Regions from separate parts of the Mus musculus genome. Here regions 1 and 2 are each linked to region 3. Evidence: chromatin contacts called from public Hi-C and HiChIP or PLAC-seq data. All regions are on one chromosome and are shown on one strand. The core of a region is the stretch at or near the end of the contact, and the rest is flanking DNA. Distances in the headings are between cores, read along the strand shown.

Region 1 (3,143 bases), core at 124-2,623, 320 kb before region 3:
GACCCCAGGTCACTGCAGGCCATCCCAGGTCACTGCAGGCCACCCCATATCACTGCAGGCTATCCCAGGTCACTGCAGGCCACCGCCATCCCATGGCACTTGGCAGCCAGGGCAGCTGGTTCTAGTCTTATGTCTGTTATAAAATTGTAGTAGAATTTAATGTTAGATAAAACTGTCCGTATTCTATTATACCCAACAGTGTGGCCCCAGAGTGAGTGGCACTTTGTAGGTGTACACTCCTGGCCCAGCCCACCGAGGCCTCCACCAGCCACTTGCCTCCCACGTTGTTTTTGTAGGTGTTGTAGATCTCTTTTACTCGTCTGTAGCGGAAGGCCAGTTTCCGCATCCAGTCCACACCACCTCGGACACCAGTTGCCAGGCATAAATTAGCACTGGTGGCTGCAGCAGGAAAGCCATCTGTTCCAAAGTTGTATGTGCTATTTAGATGCAAGAGAAGCCCGGAGTTAATCAAACAGAAAATTCATCTTAATTGCTGAGTAATTAAACTCTTTTAACAGAGGAAAACTCAGTCTGGGCACCAAGGCTCGCTCACCTCAGGTCCTGGCCGTTGTCGTCTGATGAAACATCATCTATATGGACTTGGTCACACTCCTGAAATGCAATTTAAATGGTGTGTGTTAATTTTTAAGAAGCACCTTTAAAAAGAAACCCAAAGCAGTGAATTAAAAAAAAAAAAAATAAAACACCTTAATTGGTATTCTTTTCAACTATACCATCAGTAGGCGGCAGTCTTGTTAAATTGGCATTTTTACCTGTTTGGAGGCCCTTTTCTACAAGAAATGAGCACTGTCATCAAGGACTACTGTTGCTCAGCTTCAGAAAACACATTTTTGTGTTTAGAAAGGAAAGTGATTGAAAACAATTAGCATGTGTGTTCCATAAACCTCAGGTACCTAAACACACAATACTGCTCAAAGCTTGATTCGGAGAGTGCTTGGCCTAACTAAAACCAGACATTTTGGTAAATGCAACATGCTAGAAAAATTAAACCTGATGCTAACTGCCAATGAAATTATGACCTTTGATTGCTTGCCGAACCACACACCAACAGGGCCTGAGGCAAGGGTGCCGAGGAGCCAGACAGAAAATCTGTTACTGGTTTACCATTCACTCGAGAGATGTGAGTTTTATTCTCTCTCTCTGTGTGTGTGTGTGTGTGTGTGTGTGTGTATGCACCCACATGCTCAGGATTTAAAAAAGCGTGGATGACCTCAAAACTAAATAAAAATAGTCAAGCCATATCGTGTGTTTTTCCCAAACATTTCCATGTTATTTTTACTGTTTTCCTAGCACTACATGTTCATGGTAAGCACTGGATTTATTATGCTGTTGTAAGCAGGCTAAGATAGGCACTATTCAGAACACCTAGTCACAATCATGGGCTGGAGCTCCGCTCCACAGGGCCCCGTTTCTGCACCTGTTCATAATGAAACAGCAGGGAGCATCCTCCTGCTGTGTCCCCAGCCCTCCTCCTGCTGTGTCCCCAGCCCTCCTGCTGTGTGTGTCCCCAGCCCAGGGTGACGGTGGGAAGCAGCAGTCCCCTGTCAACATGAGCGATGAATAAGGAGATAGCGATTTAGAACTAGAGATGGTGTCCACCACAGAAGCAAGTAATTCTTACACTTGGCTTGCTTTTGTATGTTGGGTCACATCTCTGCCATTTTACCCAGTTCTCCATATGGACCTTAGGATACTTATTTCCATTAGAGTTTTAGTTAAAAGCTGTTATTAGAAGAAGGTTCTCCAGACAAAGCTCTAGCGGGTTTCTGACAAAGTTAGCCATGTAAAATCTAGGCCCTCTCTGCCAGTCAGCACATTCAGCGAGGCCACAAAACAGCACCCCATAGAAATAGAAGGTAGTTTCCTCATGCTGCTGGCTCCTTCTGGACAAATCCTCCTCTCCATGGGTTTGTGAGGAAGGCAGCAGGAGACAGAAGGGGAGAGAAATTCAAACCAGCTGTTCCTTCTCAGCATTGAAAAGGTGACCCGCCCCCAACCTTTTCCCAAGGCATCTATTTTGCAGGCAGCCCTCTCCTAGCAAGCAGAGAGTTCCAAGAAGACGACTTTGGCCTGTAACCCTTCTGGGCTCTCCTGAGGTCTGTGACCTCAGATAAGAAAAAGGAAAAACAGGGCTCAGAACCCTTATGTGCTGACTGTGAATTGAACATTTGCAAAATGGGTCATTCTAGGGAAATACAGCAAGCACCTTGCTACTTAGCACTAACAATTAAGTCTTAGTCTAGAAGACAGAATCATTGTTTGCTAAACAACCTAATTCCAGCTCTAGAGGGGTTCTGAATCAGGAAAAGAGATCTCAGATCCTTATCAAGCAATGCAGTTTTTATGTCCCTACCACCACTAACAGATCCCCCCCCCCACAACCTCCCACACCCCCAGTAAGCGGAAGAGGAAAAAAAGACTACAGCCCCTAACATAGCTTCTCTCTGTCTTGGGAAAGTCAGGAACTAGCTGGGGAAAAGATGTGTGGAAAAAGTGGGTGGATGGGAGAGTCAAAAAATCTAAGGTGGAGGACTCTATAGCTAGGGATGGGAAGGCTTGTCTGGAAAGCAGGGTGCAAGGAGTCTGTCTTAAGCCGATTCAGTTTTAAATTCCCACCCTCTGAGAAGTGAGCTAACACAGTTGATGAGCCATTGTTGCCATAGTTTTCCGGACCGCGCTTTGTTTCTCTTGTTACCTGTATTTAAGACTCATTGTTCCAGGTTAGACTCCAAGTGAAGACTTGTTTAGTATCTTTTCAAGGTAATCAAGTCAACAGTTTCAGGCTTTTCCCTCCAGGAGCAGATAATCTTCAAGGAGGCTTGGTTAAAACAAAGCCTCTTCTATCTCCAACAATGACCTCCTTATCAGGAGAAGTTTGTAGAATGATTTTAATAGAAAGAGGTTTTGAAAAATCAAGAGTGCTCTTAATTGTTCTCTGTTAGCACATTTAGACATGAAAAGCCTATTACTGTTTAATGAACAACAGAACAATAAATTAGTGCTATAAGCACAAGTATAGAGAGGCCATGAAAAGCATCCATTTACTTTTGAGACTGTGCACTTGTAATTAATGAGTCATGTGATCACTGCTCTGTATTACACATAAGACATTTGATTTGGAG
Region 2 (3,225 bases), core at 668-3,167, 400 kb before region 3:
TTAATATCAAACCATTGAAAATGAAAGTATATTGCCTCTTGTGATTTCCATTATGGGGCTGTGAGCTATTTGTTTCTTTTATATGCTCATCTAGAAACCCTGCTGATATGGGTATTAGCTCAGCCCTGGATGGTTTTACCTGTGTGGGAAGGGAGTTACAATGCAGTGCTTTGGAGAATACTCAGTACCATGGTCATGGTGTCTTCCTCAATGTGGTGAAGAAGATAGATTTAAAGCAAACATTTTAGTTTTGATCTAAAAATAGAATTGTAAAGATACAAATATTTAACAATTAGGACTTAGAAGTTGATAGTACATAAAAACAGATTAAGAATTAAAGAAATATGAATATTAAAGCCCAAATCAGTAACCCTTGTAACAATTACTGTTTAATAATTGTTAAAGTCAAGCTTGAGTCCCAATCACAGATTCTTGCCAGATATTAAGTTCCAGATCTGATTAATACTCAGCTTGTTTTGAGCTAACTCATCAAGGCTAAGAAGAAACTGCTATCTAGAGCCAATCGTGTTTCCTTCCTCTTTCATTCCCCCCTCTTTATTACTAACTATATGGATGTTATGATAATAGCTTTTGTCAGATAACCACACTCTAGTTCCACTTCCTTCTTTATCATCATTCAGCTAACACTGAGTAACTTAGTTATGTAGCTTAGAAGTTATTTGTGTTTAAATACACTTTGTGAAATTCACTACTGTAGCTGTGACATTTCCCCTTCCCTCTCCATCCTCCAACCCCACCCAGCCCTCTCCTACTTCCTCTAAAATTCATGGGTCCTTATTTTGTAATTATTGTCGTTACATTTTTATGCTCCCACATGTAAGTTTGTAAATACAGCCTGTTAAGTCCTGTCTTAGTTAGGATTTTACTTCTGAGAACAGACACCATGACCAATGCAACTCTTATAAGGACAACATTTAATTGGGGCTGGCTTACAGGTTCAGTCCATTATCATCAAAGCATGGTGCAGTTGGAGCTGAGAATTCTACATCTTTATCTGAAGGATGATAGGAGAAGACTGGCCCCCATGGGGTTGGTCTGATTGCCCACCCCCACAGTGACACACTTCCTCCAACAAGGCCACAGCTACTCCAACAAGGTCACACATCCTAATAATGCTACTTCCTGGGCCAAGCATATTCAAACCACCACAGTGATTTTACCACCACCCTCAGTGTTGTTCAGGTGTGTGTGTGATTCAGGGTGACTCCTTAGCCCCGGGGAAGATCCAATTGCTGAGTCTCAACAAGAGAGAGACTCCATCCATCATGCTGTCTACCTACCTTTTGGTGCTTTCTTTAAAAAATAGGCCCGGTAACTTAGTGTGTAGCCCAGTCTGGCCTCAGCACACAGCACCTGTGACCCGTCCAGCAGGTTCAGTTATTAGAGGGTCTTGAGGGGACCTTCTCCTAAGAACCAAATGGGGGGTAGAGAGAGACGAGAACCTTGTGCAATGAATGACACACGGAAGCAGTCCGAGTAGCATCAAGGACCCAATGTATTGAGCAAGGCCCAAGGCTTAAATGCACAAACAAAAGGGGAAGTGCCTTTCAGCAGGAGGGGTGGGGCAGTAGAATTGCACAAGCAAAAGGGGAAGTACAGGTACTTATCAGTGGGAGGGGTGGGGCAATAGAATTGCACAAGCAAAAGGGGAAGTACTTATCAGCGGGAGGGGTGGGGCAATAGAAATTTTTCTTTTGGCAGCTACACGGGGAAGCAGGAACTTGGTGGTATCAGGGTGTGGTCAGGACATCTGGCACTGACTTAGGGCTGGAACATTCTGTGGTTGTTCTCGGAATGGTGTGTCAGTGGCCCGCTTTTGACCCCCTTCTCTTCTCGGGGGAGAGGCCCAGTTCAGAGATCAGGACAATATTGTTGTCTTAATCGCTCCCAACACACCTGTGCTTTGGATATTGAGATTATAGAGACTGTGCCTGGTAACAAGTAAGGCAGACTCCTTTCATCTCGAAGTTGTAAAATCAGAGTTAAAGTTCAAGTGTGGATATAAAGGATGTATAAATTGCCAATGTGAATAAAGGGTTTGATGTCAGTGCATTAGAAAATGAAGTAATTTAGGATGGAAATTAATGGCAAAACAGAAATTATTGCAAAGATGATCTCCATCTATCAAAGGAAAATCTAGCCAGTTCCTAGACTGTAAAAAAATTTAGCACAAAACAGCAGGAGTTACCAAGACATAAATGTGTCAGATGGATGTTCCTGAGGATGTTTAATGTCTTGCTCTGAAAGACAGTCCCTTGTCTCTGCCCTGAGAACATTGATCATGTGAAGAGAGTTAGCAGTACTGTTAGAACCAAATACTCATTCTTTCTAATCACTCCTGCATTCCGTTTTTAAAGGGTTCACCAAAGGGATGATTGCAAATTCTGATTAGGTGAAGAGCACAACTGTGTGTAAGTGCTGGAGATTGCCATAGCTATGGCCAAGCAGCAGCACAGTGTAAGAAACTGCTTAGTAAGCTCTGTCATCACTTCTGGAAGAATATATCACTTCCAAGGTCTGTAATGTCTAAAATATGTATTGTGAATTAGTATTCATAATATCTGAAAACTGATATGGACTATGCTATTTACATGAGGCCTTCGCTTTTAGATAAGTTTCTCAGCCAGCATCCAATCTGTCATGACTCCAGCTGGGTGATCTTACTCACTCATCACAGCCTCATTCCTTCCCCCATTGAAAGGGTTCCTGGGGCAATGTATGCAGGGAGCAGCCCAGTGGGGAAGGCCAGGTCATCTTGGCCAACGGTTTTTCCTGTTGCCAGCTAATCCCTTGTTATTTGTAGGTCTATAGGGACAAAGGCAAAATGAAATACCTCTAATTCCTGGGACTGGTGTTTTCCATCATTTCCTGAAGCCATTTAGTACTTAACACCCCCAAAAAATTGTTCATTAAATTATAATGGAAAAGTGATTCCATATCTTTTCTTCCCAGCCACTTTATCCCTTGTCATTACATTTAGCCCTTGATGCTGGCATGGTGGGATATAAAATCTGATTGTCTAGGCCACATGATACAGTGGCAGTATTTCTATAAAGATACCCTCTCTTGTCACTCCTTTAGATGTGGTATGATAGATAAGTCAAGTATGTGTATATGTGAGAACAATATCGGGTTGATGTTTCTATTTCAGTTAAATCTTGTTTTAAAAGCGTACAGAAAGCAACTGATGGAAAAACAAAGTGC
Region 3 (3,115 bases), core at 525-3,024:
TGAAAGTAGGAATGAGGATAGTCTGAGCCTTCCTTATTTTTCCTTTCTAGTATATATTGTTTTAGCTCTTTCCAGCCCCGCTTGTCTGATAAAAGTGGAAACTAGATGACAGTGGTTTCAACACACGGTGTTAAACGTAGCAGCAGCAGCACACTGGAAATGTTTGTGGGATACTTCGGAGGCATCTCAAAGAGAGATGCTGTTGGCAAGGCTGTTCCGATGCGGGAGATAGTTCCCCCAAAGAGATATGAACAGCGCCTTTGTCTAAACTCAAGATTAAAAGATGTGTCTACTTCCTCAAACAGGATATTCGAATTTCATTCATTAATAGTGACTCTCTTCTCTTAAGAAGTAGAGAAAATGAAGATTTTTGGTAGCTTTTTCGTCTTTAAAAACAGGTAGGCGGGGGAGTGGCTTACTTCTGGAAGCTGTGTTGTTTCACTAATTTAATTTTTTAACGAAAGGACATATTTTTGTGAGTCAAAAAGACAAATATTGTCAACAAAGCTGCATTCTTCGATAAGCTAAAATCAAACACACTCCATTGCAAATCTGTGAGACTACTACCCTTTCTATCACACTGAGGGCTTAGGAAAAAAGAAAAAAAATGATTTCCCAACAAAAACAGAGTTTTGTTTTTCTTCTCTGGCATGGCTTCAATTAAGCAAAACATGTCGGCAAAACTGCAGTAAAAACCCTAGGCGATGTAAATACCCAAAGAAATTCAAGGTTGATTATATTTGGGGGTCACTAAAATTTCATTACTATGTATCACTGAAGTAGAGAAGTCAGAGGCCTCAAAGCAGATGAGACCGACCCCCTCACTGTGTGTGTGTGTGTGTGTGTGTGTGTGTGTGTGACAGAGAGAGAGAGAGAGAGAGAGAGAGAGAGAGAGAGAGAGAGAGAGAGATTTCTTCCAGTTAGGAAAAGCAAAACACATGAAATGTAAATGCAAGAGGCATATCTTGGTTTCATTTTTCTAGGGCCAAGTATGTATTTTGGAGATTTTGAAGGCCAGTTGCCAGTTCTTGGATGTATGGGAATAAAACACTCGCACAAATGCCAAATGCTTGCGGTTTATGCAAACAACAGAAAATCCCGGGTTTTGCATTTAGGTAGATAAATGGAGAGATAAAATGACAGAAATCAGTTACAGTTTGTTGTGGATTTATCTCCGCGATAGGATTTTCCCTACGTTTCCAAAACATGTTCATTTACAAACACTTGCTAATAGTCTAAGCACCTGGGACCAGCCATTTCCTTACTTCGCGAGTGTGAAGTTCTTGGGGAGCGGTAACCTAAGAGATGCTGGAAAAGCAATTCCTTGCAGCTAGACCTAAAGACCTAAAGAAGCAGTAAGGTTTCTGGATTTTGCGGGGATGTTTTATGAGAAGAAAAGAGCTGAAGGGACCTGCAGGGCGCCTGAGATGCCACGCCTTGTAGAGTTTTGAATAACACCTTTTCCTCGATTGCTAGGCGGGAAAAGGAGGGGACTCTTAGGTGGAAGAAATGAGGGCGATTTGGGTGCTTCATCTGGTCCAGTGAAGAAGGCAAATCAGGAAACCCTTATGACTCTGGCCCATCCTTTATGGAACTGGTCGGCAGTGAGCACTGCACACTGAGCAGCTAGCTGCCTGCTGCGCGGGTCACAGCCGCCTCAGTGGCCCTCCTGCTCGCCCTCTGTACTCTCGAGCTTCCGAGACCCGGACACCAGCCCGCTCCCGGCGGCGTCTATTACGAGCAGCTGCTTCTGCTTAGCCCAGCGAGGATCAGTTGGCCCCAGCCCACCGCCTCTCCTCGGCTTCGGCTCCTCCCTCCCCTCTCTACCTTCCCCGCCTCTACCCCGTGCACCGCGGTGGCTGCCGCAGGTCAACGCGGTGTCGCAGCCACCCGCCTGGGTTCACAGACCCTGGATGGGGTGCGGGGCGGGGCGGGGCGGGAGATAGGGGCGGGGGCAAGGGGAGGGAGAGGGAATCGGGAGACTACAGATGGGCGCTACCCAGGAGGATCCCGAGGCCTCAGGAAAAAGGGCAGTTGGGAGCAGACGCCTGAAGAGGCCCGGGACATCGGACTCTGCAAGTCACCTGCGGCGCCCGGGAGCGTGGGCTCCGGAGAAAGGCCCGTGGTGTGCAGGTGTGGGGAAGTTTCCCCGCAAGTGCGAGGCACGTCGAGGCGCTCCACGACCATCTAGGGCACTGTCGTCTAGAGGTCCTCTCCTTGGTCCAGTAACCCCGCTGGCAGCCGTCGCTAGAGACTTAGAAGGAAACAGTAGCTGCGGGTCCCAAAGGTTCGGATGGGAGTTAGGCAGGAAGTCAAATCTGCAGCTACTGGCGGTGTGGGCAGAGGAGTGGGCTCTGGGGTTGTCCCAGCAGAAGCTGACAAAAGTCCTCTCTCTTAGTGCTGGAGAGAGTGAGTACTTGAGTCTCCGGAGTCTCTGGAGAGTGCTTTACTCAGGGTGTCCACAGACCTGGCTCCCTTGCTAGGTGCAAAGACTTGGTTTGAAACCTAAGATGCACTATGATGATGAGGAGCTCTTTCAGACAGCAGTAGAGTCTGGTGGTAGGCATGAGGTTAAGATAAGCTCGCACAGTTTTGTTTTGCCTTCTGTCGTGAAGAGTCATAGCATCTGGCCTGTCCAGACGTGACCAAAGCGCCTGTCCGACCCTGAGCTGAGCACTGGGTGCTCCTAGCAACAAAGGCAAAGGGGATGTCAAATCCCAGAGAAAAGGGAACCGGGCTATGTAGGCATCAGGGTCATCTGGCCACGTTAAGGTTTTTATGTCTTTTGTATACAATAATTTCTGGCGCAGTGAGAGCCACCAGGAAACTGTTTAAAGAGAAAACAGCCAGCCAGGCAGTCCCAAACTCAGAATTTTACGTACAATTTTGCAGTTGTAAGCCTGAGGGCATTTTAGTGTCAGAGTCCAATGACGTTAAAACCTTTCTTCCCTGAACTCACTGGCTTAGGTCTTTATTCTGCAGTTGTGGTCCATATCATTTTTTTTTAATTGTCAAAAATGGGCAGAGAATCACAGTGAATGGAGTCCTCCATGCTCCTTTGCTGTTATGTTCTTGTTTTTAGTTTTTACTGTCGTCGTCGTCATCATCATCATCA

Evidence for each region. Hi-C and Micro-C count contacts between places; a contact is called where the count stands out from the background. HiChIP or PLAC-seq counts read pairs in DNA pulled down with a chosen protein or histone mark.
Region 1: a contact with region 3 is called in an H3K4me3 HiChIP or PLAC-seq map of embryonic midbrain, with 5 times the contacts expected there. The contact joins two enhancer-like sites. A contact is called at or near these places in 3 of 39 promoter capture datasets (cranial neural crest, frontonasal cranial neural crest and maxillary cranial neural crest), 4 of 484 Hi-C or Micro-C datasets (cerebral cortex, cortical neurons, cranial neural crest and 1 more) and 3 of 115 datasets of contacts at active chromatin or transcription factors (embryonic forebrain, embryonic midbrain and embryonic stem cells).
Region 2: a Hi-C map of the G1E-ER4 cell line shows a contact between it and region 3, with 3 times the contacts expected there. The contact joins two enhancer-like sites. A contact is called at or near these places in 1 of 484 Hi-C or Micro-C datasets (the G1E-ER4 cell line) and 1 of 115 datasets of contacts at active chromatin or transcription factors (astrocytes).

What each region holds. Positions count from the first base shown.
Region 1 is chr1:14,184,073-14,187,215 of GRCm38.p6, forward strand. Eya1 (EYA transcriptional coactivator and phosphatase 1) reads right to left here. Exons shown (of 18, transcript NM_001310459.1): 13 at 554-612; 14 at 277-437. Among named protein-coding and RNA genes, the nearest start is that of Eya1, 120 kb to the right of the region's middle. Within about 2 kb of position 1,374, at least 26 of the 459 cell types and tissues checked have an H3K27ac peak or open chromatin away from gene starts, as enhancers often do. A contact at or near this core is called in cortical neurons, where this site is marked.
Region 2 is chr1:14,104,099-14,107,323 of GRCm38.p6, forward strand. All of the region lies in intron 3 of Gm39596 (a long non-coding RNA gene), which reads left to right. Among named protein-coding and RNA genes, the nearest start is that of Gm39596, 63 kb to the left of the region's middle. Within about 2 kb of position 1,918, at least 5 of the 459 cell types and tissues checked have an H3K27ac peak or open chromatin away from gene starts, as enhancers often do. A contact at or near this core is called in the G1E-ER4 cell line, where this site is marked.
Region 3 is chr1:14,504,902-14,508,016 of GRCm38.p6, forward strand. No RefSeq gene overlaps it. Among named protein-coding and RNA genes, the nearest start is that of Eya1, 200 kb to the left of the region's middle. Within about 2 kb of position 1,775, at least 96 of the 459 cell types and tissues checked have an H3K27ac peak or open chromatin away from gene starts, as enhancers often do. A contact at or near this core is called in the G1E-ER4 cell line and cortical neurons, where this site is marked.